3 separate regions of the Zea mays genome follow, and all the other regions are linked to region 1. The links are chromatin contacts, called in public ChIA-PET and Hi-C maps. All regions are on one chromosome and are shown on one strand. The core of a region is the stretch at or near the end of the contact, and the rest is flanking DNA. Distances in the headings are between cores, read along the strand shown.

The links. A called contact is a pair of places that touch in the nucleus more often than the background predicts. ChIA-PET counts read pairs in DNA pulled down with a chosen protein or histone mark.
Region 2: a contact with region 1 is called in a Hi-C map of leaf, with 6 times the contacts expected there. The contact joins the promoter of LOC100282295 here to the promoter of LOC100285304 in region 1. A contact is called at or near these places in 9 of 25 Hi-C or Micro-C datasets (bundle sheath, ear, leaf and 3 more) and 1 of 3 datasets of contacts at active chromatin or transcription factors (leaf).
Region 3: a contact with region 1 is called in an RNA polymerase II ChIA-PET map of seedling, with 10 times the contacts expected there. The contact joins the promoter of LOC100279169 here to the promoter of LOC100285304 in region 1. A contact is called at or near these places in 6 of 25 Hi-C or Micro-C datasets (bundle sheath, ear, leaf and 2 more) and 1 of 3 datasets of contacts at active chromatin or transcription factors (seedling).

The regions. Positions count from the first base shown.
Region 1 is chr8:37,115,202-37,118,251 of Zm-B73-REFERENCE-NAM-5.0, forward strand. It overlaps LOC100285304, which reads right to left and starts at 1,443. Exons shown (of 5, transcript NM_001367220.1): 1 at 1,416-1,443; 2 at 1,187-1,290; 3 at 85-189. The coding sequence starts at 1,234.
Region 2 is chr8:37,488,288-37,491,337 of Zm-B73-REFERENCE-NAM-5.0, forward strand. It overlaps LOC100282295, which reads left to right and starts at 1,505. Exons shown (of 3, transcript NM_001368947.1): 1 at 1,505-1,804; 2 at 1,907-2,021; 3 at 2,995-3,050. The coding sequence starts at 1,564. The coding sequence ends at 3,013. LOC111590055 (small nucleolar RNA snoR128) reads left to right here and starts at 2,735; the gene lies at 2,735-2,834. It also overlaps a transcript of LOC100194015 not described here.
Region 3 is chr8:37,469,088-37,472,137 of Zm-B73-REFERENCE-NAM-5.0, forward strand. It overlaps LOC100279169 (DUF4228 domain protein), which reads left to right and starts at 1,569. Exons shown (of 1, transcript NM_001152197.1): 1 at 1,569-2,362. The coding sequence starts at 1,731. The coding sequence ends at 2,165.

The sequences.
Region 1 (3,050 bases), core at 193-2,692:
CTCTGACATGTGAGTATATCGCCCGCGGTTACTCACGCGCGGTCTTTGGGCTGCGACCAGTTGAGTTGACGAGTAATTTGCTACCTTGCCGAGCACCCAATCTGCGGAGTCGAAGTAGGCGCGCTCGTGGTCCTTGTTGATGAGCGCCTTCTTCGGAGAAATGCCTCCGTACTTGCCCTGTAGAGGTGCCTGCAAAACAAGAAAATTATAGATCGACAATCTGAGTTGAGTAGAGTTCGGATCTTAACATGCATCTCCACAGGGCAATAGTTTAACCCCCACCGTGCTAATATATACTACTACGACTACGCCAACGACGCTGTCGACAGCGAGAGGAAAAACCAAAAAAAGGCCAAGTCGTTGTTTCCAGCAATTAACCCTGGAAAATCACACAAACCTCTTGGAAAAACCATTCCGGGCCGATTTCTCAAGTGAAGACGTCGCATGTCAAGTAATAATAATAGGACTGAATCAACACTGCAGACTTTAATAACCTGATGATGCAAACAAGAAAAAAAAAACCGTGTGGCCTTTCGCCCCGTGGGCTTCTACGTGTGGACCAAGGATCTTGGTCGGCAGCGGCTCATTTGAAACATATGAGGCCCAAATATAATAAAAGTCTCAGTGAGTTCCTCGGGGTTGACCTAGCCAAGTCGTCTAAAGTACCCGGACCGGAGGCACGTTTCGCCGCGGAATATTCGGAGCGACGAACGTTCGAATTTCGGTTCCTCCTCCCCGGTCCGACGAACAAAGGAGAGAACCAAACTGGCATTTGGTCTCTCTACGACAAACGAATCGGAAACACGGCCAGTGGTTTTCTTCTTCTCCATATCGTTTTCTATCCCGCTTCTTCTACACATATAGTACAGGCCAGGGGGAAAAACAACCATGAATGCAGCATGGACCGAACGAGCGAGAATAGGAAATTCATATTTTGTAATTTTGAAACAAAACAGAAAAAACATAGAGACCTTCATCTGGACGACCTGCAATGTCTGCCCATGGTAGGAATACCTTCTCTCAGGTAGTATCCACAGCAAGCCAAGGAGCTGACCTCCGAATGGGCGGATAACTACTGATACGCACATATAGTATGTGTTCTTTCGTAGTAGACAATGGAACAGCTAGCGTACGTAGGATCAGGCTATTCGGAGAGATTAAGCACGGAGATGGTGGCAGTTATTACCTCCTCCCTCTGTGTGCCTGCTCTGCTCTCTTGGTTGAAGCTTGCCATCTGCAACAGCGCTCCCCTCTCCCCAGCAAGCAGCAACACGCAACGTATACGACAACCTGCAAGGCAGGATTACACATCGATCGAATCCTTGGTGGCCGGGAATGACGGAAGGTGGAGCATAGATAGAGAGAGGAGGCAATTCTGGAACGTTCCAGTTCCAGATGAGATGAGACCTACCTACCTGTACCAGACAGAAATCTGCAGCTACTGACGGAAGAGACGAAGGCAGTACGATGATATAGCCGGTGGAGAGAGAGAGAGAGAGAGAGAGAGAGAGAGAGAGAGAGGAGAGGACAGGAGACCCGTATCACGTTCGTTGATCCATCAGCATAGTTGATGTCCAGGCGACCGTTTCAGGAAAGGAACTAGGAAGCGGTGCGGCGCGGGCGGGGAGTTTGGTCTCACACACATGGTTGTACTTGTACGTCACGCGGCGTGCGAGATCTTCCTGCTCAGCCTGGCCTTCTCTACCGCGGCGATGGCGACGGCGACGTGCCTCTGGACGCTACCATCCCGCGCGACAAGTGGCTCCGGCCGCAGCCGGGCGCCCTGGCCGCGTGTCCAGGACCAGGATCGTGTGCGCAGCGGGAGGTGGATACATCTCCTCCTCCATCGGTCGTCGCCTCGATCCGTTAATTCATTTTTTTTATTTAGGCAAAGCAAATTTATTTTCTCCACCGAATCCTCAACAAAGAAAGTGAGGCACATCATCCTAACTAAAATCGTTTGATGGCCACTTGAGCACCTAAAGGTAGCCAAACGCGGGCTACTTTATTGCATCGTCGTGGTCAAGGGTCTGTTTGAAACAGTGTTTCCTTAGTTCCTAAATAAAACCATGATAGTTGAGCATACCATGATATTTTAAATCAAAATATGTTTGGGAGCACATCTGAAAACAATATATTTTAAATCATGGAGTACCACGGTATTTTTTGTTAAAAAAAACTTTGGCCTTGCACGTAATTGCATTCATATTTTCTTCTACACCACAACTGAAACATTGTGTCTCCAAACATGTGTTGGATTGAACTGATGTAAAATATACCATTAGTTTATGTCATAGCATACAATGAAATGTGGTATTATAAACTGTGGTTTCGAGAAACTGAGTTCCCAAACATACCCAATGTGTTTGAGTTCAGTGATTATACCACCCATTCGTGACACATGATACGCGTCCCCGTCTATTGCTGCCTTTACCAAGGAAAGGATGCATCCGTCTCCAGCGTAAACCGGGTTATCTCTATCGAGGTTCAATCTCAACTTGATTAAGGAATCAACCCATACTCGTCTATATGCTCCGATCAAGGGCGCAATAATCTTATAGTTGTAGGTCTCTTTCACACCACTTATATAAATAGGGTGAGCATAAGGGTTAGCATGCAAACCAATATTGGTGCTAGCCTCCTCTCTCGTACACTTATAACAAAACCTGGTTCGTCTCTTACATCGCTAGCTAAACGCCACCACCGTTGTCTCAATGGTCTTAATTAGTGTCAACCTACATCGCTCTAATGGCTTCTCTGTCCATCTCCAAATGTATAACTCAAGTTCTATTGTCTATAGTGGCTAGAGTTTGAGCACAAGGTCCCTTACGACCTCTTTGATATTAGAGTAAGGTTGGTGTGCGGACATTAACCCTAAATGCATTTAGCCCTTTGGTTTTAAGGTGAACCCAAGCAACCCCCAAAGCACATTCACCCACTAGAGAGCAAAAGAGGAAGACAAGGAGGAGAGAATCATCGTCAGTTTCTTCGAACCCTAACCATAACCCTAACTACCACGTGCACACACAACAAGAAAAGTGGAAAGGGTA
Region 2 (3,050 bases), core at 255-2,754, 370 kb after region 1:
CTTTAATCAGGAGGAGGAAGTCTGATTCCTATATCCCGTATTTTGACCAAGCAGAGAGCCGAGGCTAGGGTCGGGGCTCGGATGCGTGCTCGAGCCCATCCTGTGGGCAAGATGTCTGAGTCATACTGGTTGAAATAACGACTAGTATGACGAAAAGTGCCTGGTAATCCGGCTCGTGTGTCATGTGAAATGGTTTAAAGCATACTTGACACCATCCTTATGGTTTCTGTAGCCAGCGGTTTTTGCGGGAGGATTGACGGCGTCGTATGTTCTTCTGTTGATGCTTGCTGGCCGAGGGCATACTCGGGCGAGATGGAGACTTCTCCTGAGACCGAGGTCGGGTCTGCACATGGGCACGTAGCCATGCTGGGAGTGGTCACAACAATAGTCGGAGTGGCCTCATGTGGGATTCGCGGGGAGTTGGTGGCATTTAATGTGCCACTGCCAGGACAGTTGGCCGAGACTGAGCTTGGGCGAGGCGGAGTTTCCTATCGAGGCCGACTTCGAGCGAGGTTGAGACTGTTTCTAGTCGTCGTATGTCTTATCCGGAGTTTTTGAAAATAGTGACCGGAGCGTGGGAACAATGCGCGGTATTCGCGACGTGCGTCATCGTGGGCGGTGAAAGTAGATTTGGCTGCAGTTTCGTCGTCCTTCGTTGATTGCAGCGTCATTGGCGGAGCAGGTATTTGTATCAGTCACATTTAATGTGCATGCTTTGTGGTCCTGAGATCTTTGGCCGAGGCCGGGCTCGAGGCTTATGATTCTCTGGTACTCAGGTGTGAGGTATGCTTTAGGGACATAATCTGGGTACCCCTAATTATGATATCCGACAACAAGTTTCTCCCCCATAAGAGAATAATTTTCACAATAAGAGGACATCTCTTTGATATCAAGAGGGTTTTGAATCAAAAGACAAGTTTAAATCTCAAAAATATTTTTAAAACTCAAATGGTGGTTGATCTAGTTGCTTTAGCCTCTAATTTTTCTCCCCCTTTGGTATTAAGCACCAAATAGAGAAACTAAGGTCTAACCCCGTTGCCTCACAAAAAAGCAAATCAAAGCAAGTAGCAATGAGAACCCAAGGGAATCTGAAACAAGGAACCTTGATGTCGTTTATGGAGTGGAAGCATCTTCCTTTGTCCAAATTCATATTTTCCCTTCTAATTCACCTTTGAGACTAAACATGATGAACTCAAGCAAATTATTAGTCTCAAAAGGGTCAAGTTGCAGCATATTCTCTCTCTAAAAATGTATATCATTAAGACTTGTGAAGTTTGGGAATGACATTATACAACTTGAACACAAAAATAAGCAAGAATATGAAAATAAAGAAAAAACAACATGATCAAAGTCATGGATCAACGAAACTCTGGTCAGAGGAAGACACGCTGCCACCACTGACAGGCACCTGTTGCCCCACCACCTTGTCAACAGGGGAGCTACCACACCCTGGCACCCACCGAGTGGCAGGGATGAAACCTCCACCGGACGGTAAACACTCATTTCTGTCAAGTCGTGAATGCCGATAATATTCTGAAATTTCAAATATTTTTAAATATATAAATGAAAAAGCTACCCTATTTCATGAGTTCATTGGGCCATCTACGTACTCTAAAGGCCCATAATTGTAATCCTCAGCTTGGCGATTCGTGCAAACCCGTCATCATCTCACGATCGAAATGCGGGAAGGCACCGAGGTCAACAAGGTCATTTAGCATACGCCCGTACATAATCCTGCTCTTCTCGCCAATCACAAAAACCCTAAGCGCCACCGGACAATTCGTTGCTCGCGATCCTCGCTTCGGTAACTCTCCGGCACTCCGCTCGATCTGTTCCTACTAGATGTGTTGTTCGTCTTCACCGTCAATCCACCTCCCCCTTACTCTGAGTCGCCTTTTGTTTGCAGGGATCCGGAAGAGATGGCCAAGTCGAAGAACCACACGGCGCACAACCAGTCGTACAAGGCGCACAAGAACGGCATCAAGAAGCCCAAGCGCCACCGGCAGACCTCCACCAAGGGGGTAAGATGATTTACTTGATGTCCCTCTTCCGTCGTCCCGTTCGGTTGATTGTGCAGATGCGTCAGAGTGGTCATTGGTTGATACCGGAATCATGTAGCTGCCGACTTCATTGGTTGTTCCGGATAGGTGAAATCTATCTTAGGTTGTGAAGTTAGTTCCTGGATGCGAAATTTTTGTATGGTCTGTTCTAGTCGCTGAACTTGGTTCCTACATGCTAATTGTTTTTGCCTGGTTTTCTAGTGCCGTACTAGTAGTGGCTCATGCTCGCGGTACTAGCAAATCCTGTTAGCTAGGATGAAAGATATCTAAGCCATTTGTGAAAGTCTCTTGCGGTAGTGTGGTAATGGGACGTCCTGGTTTTATAAACCTATTGTAACTAGTTATCAAAAGGATTTGGTGCATAGCCTTTTTTTTTATATCCAAGGCCACTTAATTTTCTCTCAAGTCTTGAAGGGTTGTGAGCTTGTCATTACCCTGCTGGAATTTGTTTCTACTTGTGATTTGAAAACACATTTAGTCCCCGTTTGCTGCTGCGGTGTGTATGAATTCTTGCAGCTGTTATTTTTCTTGTCTTTGTACAGATGATATTCATAATGTTTTTGTTCATGTTGGTCCAGTTGATCAGTCTATTATTTTACTAGAGTTACATGGAGTTTACATTGAAGTTGAACTTAATCTTAATATCAAGCGTTCTCCTGCTGAGGTTTAGGCTGTTGCTATGATGAGACGTAATACCTTCTGAGAGCAGATTACTGCTGTATGAACCTGGGAAATATTCTTTCATTATTTCCTCCTGAGCGGTTACCTGAGCAACTGCACAACTTTGATTCCTGTTGCGCTTCATTTAGGATGCTATTTGTATTGAGATGTAGCACAACTGTTACTTTTGCCAATTTTTCATCTCTAACAGCTGCTTGAGATGCACCTTGGTTTTTGCTCTACAACTGACCCTTTGCATTGACCATGTTTGCAGATGGACCCCAAGTTCCTGAGGAACCTGAGGTATTCAAGGAAGGGCAACAAGAAGAG
Region 3 (3,050 bases), core at 319-2,818, 350 kb after region 1:
CGTCGTCATCGCTCCCGGGGTCGAGATCCGGGAGCGGGGGCAGGGTGAGCGGCCGGATCTGGCCGTTGTGGAAGAGCTCGTCGGCGGAGATCATGGGCCCACCAGGCCTGCCGAACTCGAACTCCGCGTCGCCCACGCACCCACGCCCACCGGTGCTGGGAGTCGCGGAGGCCGAGCACGAGGTCGAGAGGAGGTGGTGGATGGGGCTGGCCGGCGCGCTGAAGAAGTAGCCTCCGCCTCCGCTTCCGCCGCCGATGGCGTGGGGACGTCCGGGGCTGGACGGCGCGCTGGCGAACGGGGTGGAGCAGGAGCTGTCGATGTCATCGTCCATAGCCTGCGGGCGGCTGCGGCTGTGCTTCTTCCTAGAGGACGCCATGCTTCCTCCGCTCCTCCCCATCTCCCCCACCCACCATGCTCCCTGACCGCCATGGTGGGTCCCCGGCGAGGCGAGGCAACCCGAGCGAACCCCGGATCCGAATATGCGGGGACGACAGGGGTGGGGGAAGGGGCACCGAGGACCTGCGCGGAGGAGGGCAAGGATGGCGAGGTGTGTGGGCGGGCGTGGGGCGAGGATGGCGTGGATGGTAGAGGAGCGGGGGCATGGTGTTGCCTTGTGGATGGTGGCGGCGAGCAGGCGGGGCGAGGATTGTGGGATCTGCTGGGGAGGCAATCCCTGGAACCATGCCCTTCCATCGATGGAGTGTTGGGCGAGGGCGAGAATGGCAGGGCGGAGTGTTGGGCGAGGGCGAGAATGGCAGGGCGGCTGCGGAGGCTTCCCTGAATTGTGTCCTTCCATCAATAGAGAGCGAGGGAGGCAGGCAACGCGCGGCCAACATGCGAGAGTGGTTTACTGAGGCTGGGCGAGGACCGCGAGATCAACGGAGCGCGGGCGAGAGGGTGTCGGAGGCAGACCCGTGCACCACGGGTTGTGAACGTCTACACTACACTCTTATAGAGTAGTATATATATATATATATATATATATATATATATATATATATATATATATATATATATATATATATATATATATATATATATATATATTAGAGATGTGATATTCGTTTCTGTATCATGAGTCATTATATGTGTGAGACTTAATCACAACACACATTTGATTCGGGACCAGATTTGCCCTTAAATCGAGGTGTGACATTATTATCATGCTTGATAAATTCATATTAAACTGCACTAACTATTAATCGCATGCGACAAAGGTTTGAATGGGTGACATAAATAGTTAATCACTTCCTATGATGGACCAGTATATTATGATATTGTTTAATTAATGACCTAAATTTTCCACCATCGCCATTCAAAAATCAGCCTCCCGTGTTGTTTTCGTTGATGCGCGGGCAACGCCGAGTCAAGGTTCCTACCGAGCACTCCTGAGTCCACTTCCACTCCCCGCAACGGCCAGTCACAAACGCTGACACGCTCCACCTCCACGCACTCAGCTCTTCCACGTGTCAGCCGCAGGCCGAACCAGGCGCCTTCCAGGAAGCTTCCTCGGATCGTCTGCACACCCACGATTTAAAGCAGATCGACCCCGTGCAGGCGCACCCACCAAAACCAAGCAGCACATCCAACCAAGTCATCCATCAGCTCTGCTCACGACTCACAAGCAAGAGCTCAGCTCAATTGGAGCTCGGTCTCTCGATTCCCAGGAGGAACGGAACCAAATTAAGCTCCGTTGGTTGCCTGCCAGTAGCGAGTAGTCCGGACACGGGATGGGCAACCTCGTCTCGCAGTGCGTCGCGAACGGTGCCGGCGCGCGGCCTCTAGTCGTCGAGCCGGACGGCAGCCGGACGTTGGTGGACAAGAACACCGGGGTCGCAGAGCTGATGATCGACGCGCCGGGGCACGTGGTGGCTCGCGCCACGGACGTGGCGAGAGAGCGGCGGGTGCGGGCGATGGCGGCCGACGAGCTCCTGCGAGCTGGCGTGGTGTACCTCCTCGTGCCGGCCGGCCGGGCCGGTGCGCGGCTGGGAGACCGTGAAGTCGAGGCCATCGCGCGGTTGGTCTGCGGGAAGAAGAATTCGACCAAGAGCAGTCCTGGAGGCGGCAAGAGGGTCTTTCCCGACGTCAACGGCGAGGGCAACCACGATCATGGATTTGGGCCCAGGCAATGGCAACCCGCCCTACAGACTATCTATGAGGCCTAGGTTTTCCTTAAGAAGGGAAATATAGTTTTTTTTCTTAGAGAGAGAATAGGAACCCCATTCATTCATTCATACATGCATATTCTTTTTTCTTGTTCTTCCTTCCGGTGACGATGGAAGGGCAAGTTGTGCATACACCCTGTAAAGGCATAACCCTCTTTGGTGCAGTCATTTATAAGAAATCAGAAGAGTAAAATGTATAGATGGTCTCTGAATTTGTCAAGAGATGTCATTTAGATCCATAAACTTTGAAAATAAATTTCTAACTTCTTAAATTTGTTAAACGATTTACCACATATCTCTAAACTTGTAAAATGATGCATCATGTCAATTTCTATATTATACCGACAACTATAGCGTATCACTTAATAAGTTCAACTACCTAGAAATACATTTTCAAAATTTGGAGATTCGGAAATACATTTTCAAAGTTTGGAGATCCGGTGGCATCACCTGACAAATTTAGGCTTGCTCACGCATTTAACTAAATTAAGAAATGTCAATGTTAGTGGTTGATGGAAGTGGAAATTACTTTCCTCGTGCGTGTTGAATTCGTCTGGACGGACGACTAAAGAAAAAAGTAAGATAATCCATCTCTTTCAACGACCTTCAAGATGGAGTAATATATATATATGCCTTACAATGAAACCCCAGTGCAGTCATAATTGCGACTACAGGCTAACAACGACCAACAAACTATCTATGAGGCCTAGGTTTTTGTTAAGGGTTTATTGGTTTTGCTCTTAATCCATATAGATTGGATGGTATTAAGTGGGTTTTAATATCGATTATTTCTATCACACGTGGGTTGGATGAAATTGAAAAAAAATATAATTATTTCTATAAGACCCAAGAAGTAAAAAATATAGTTATTTTTCTTAGAGAGAA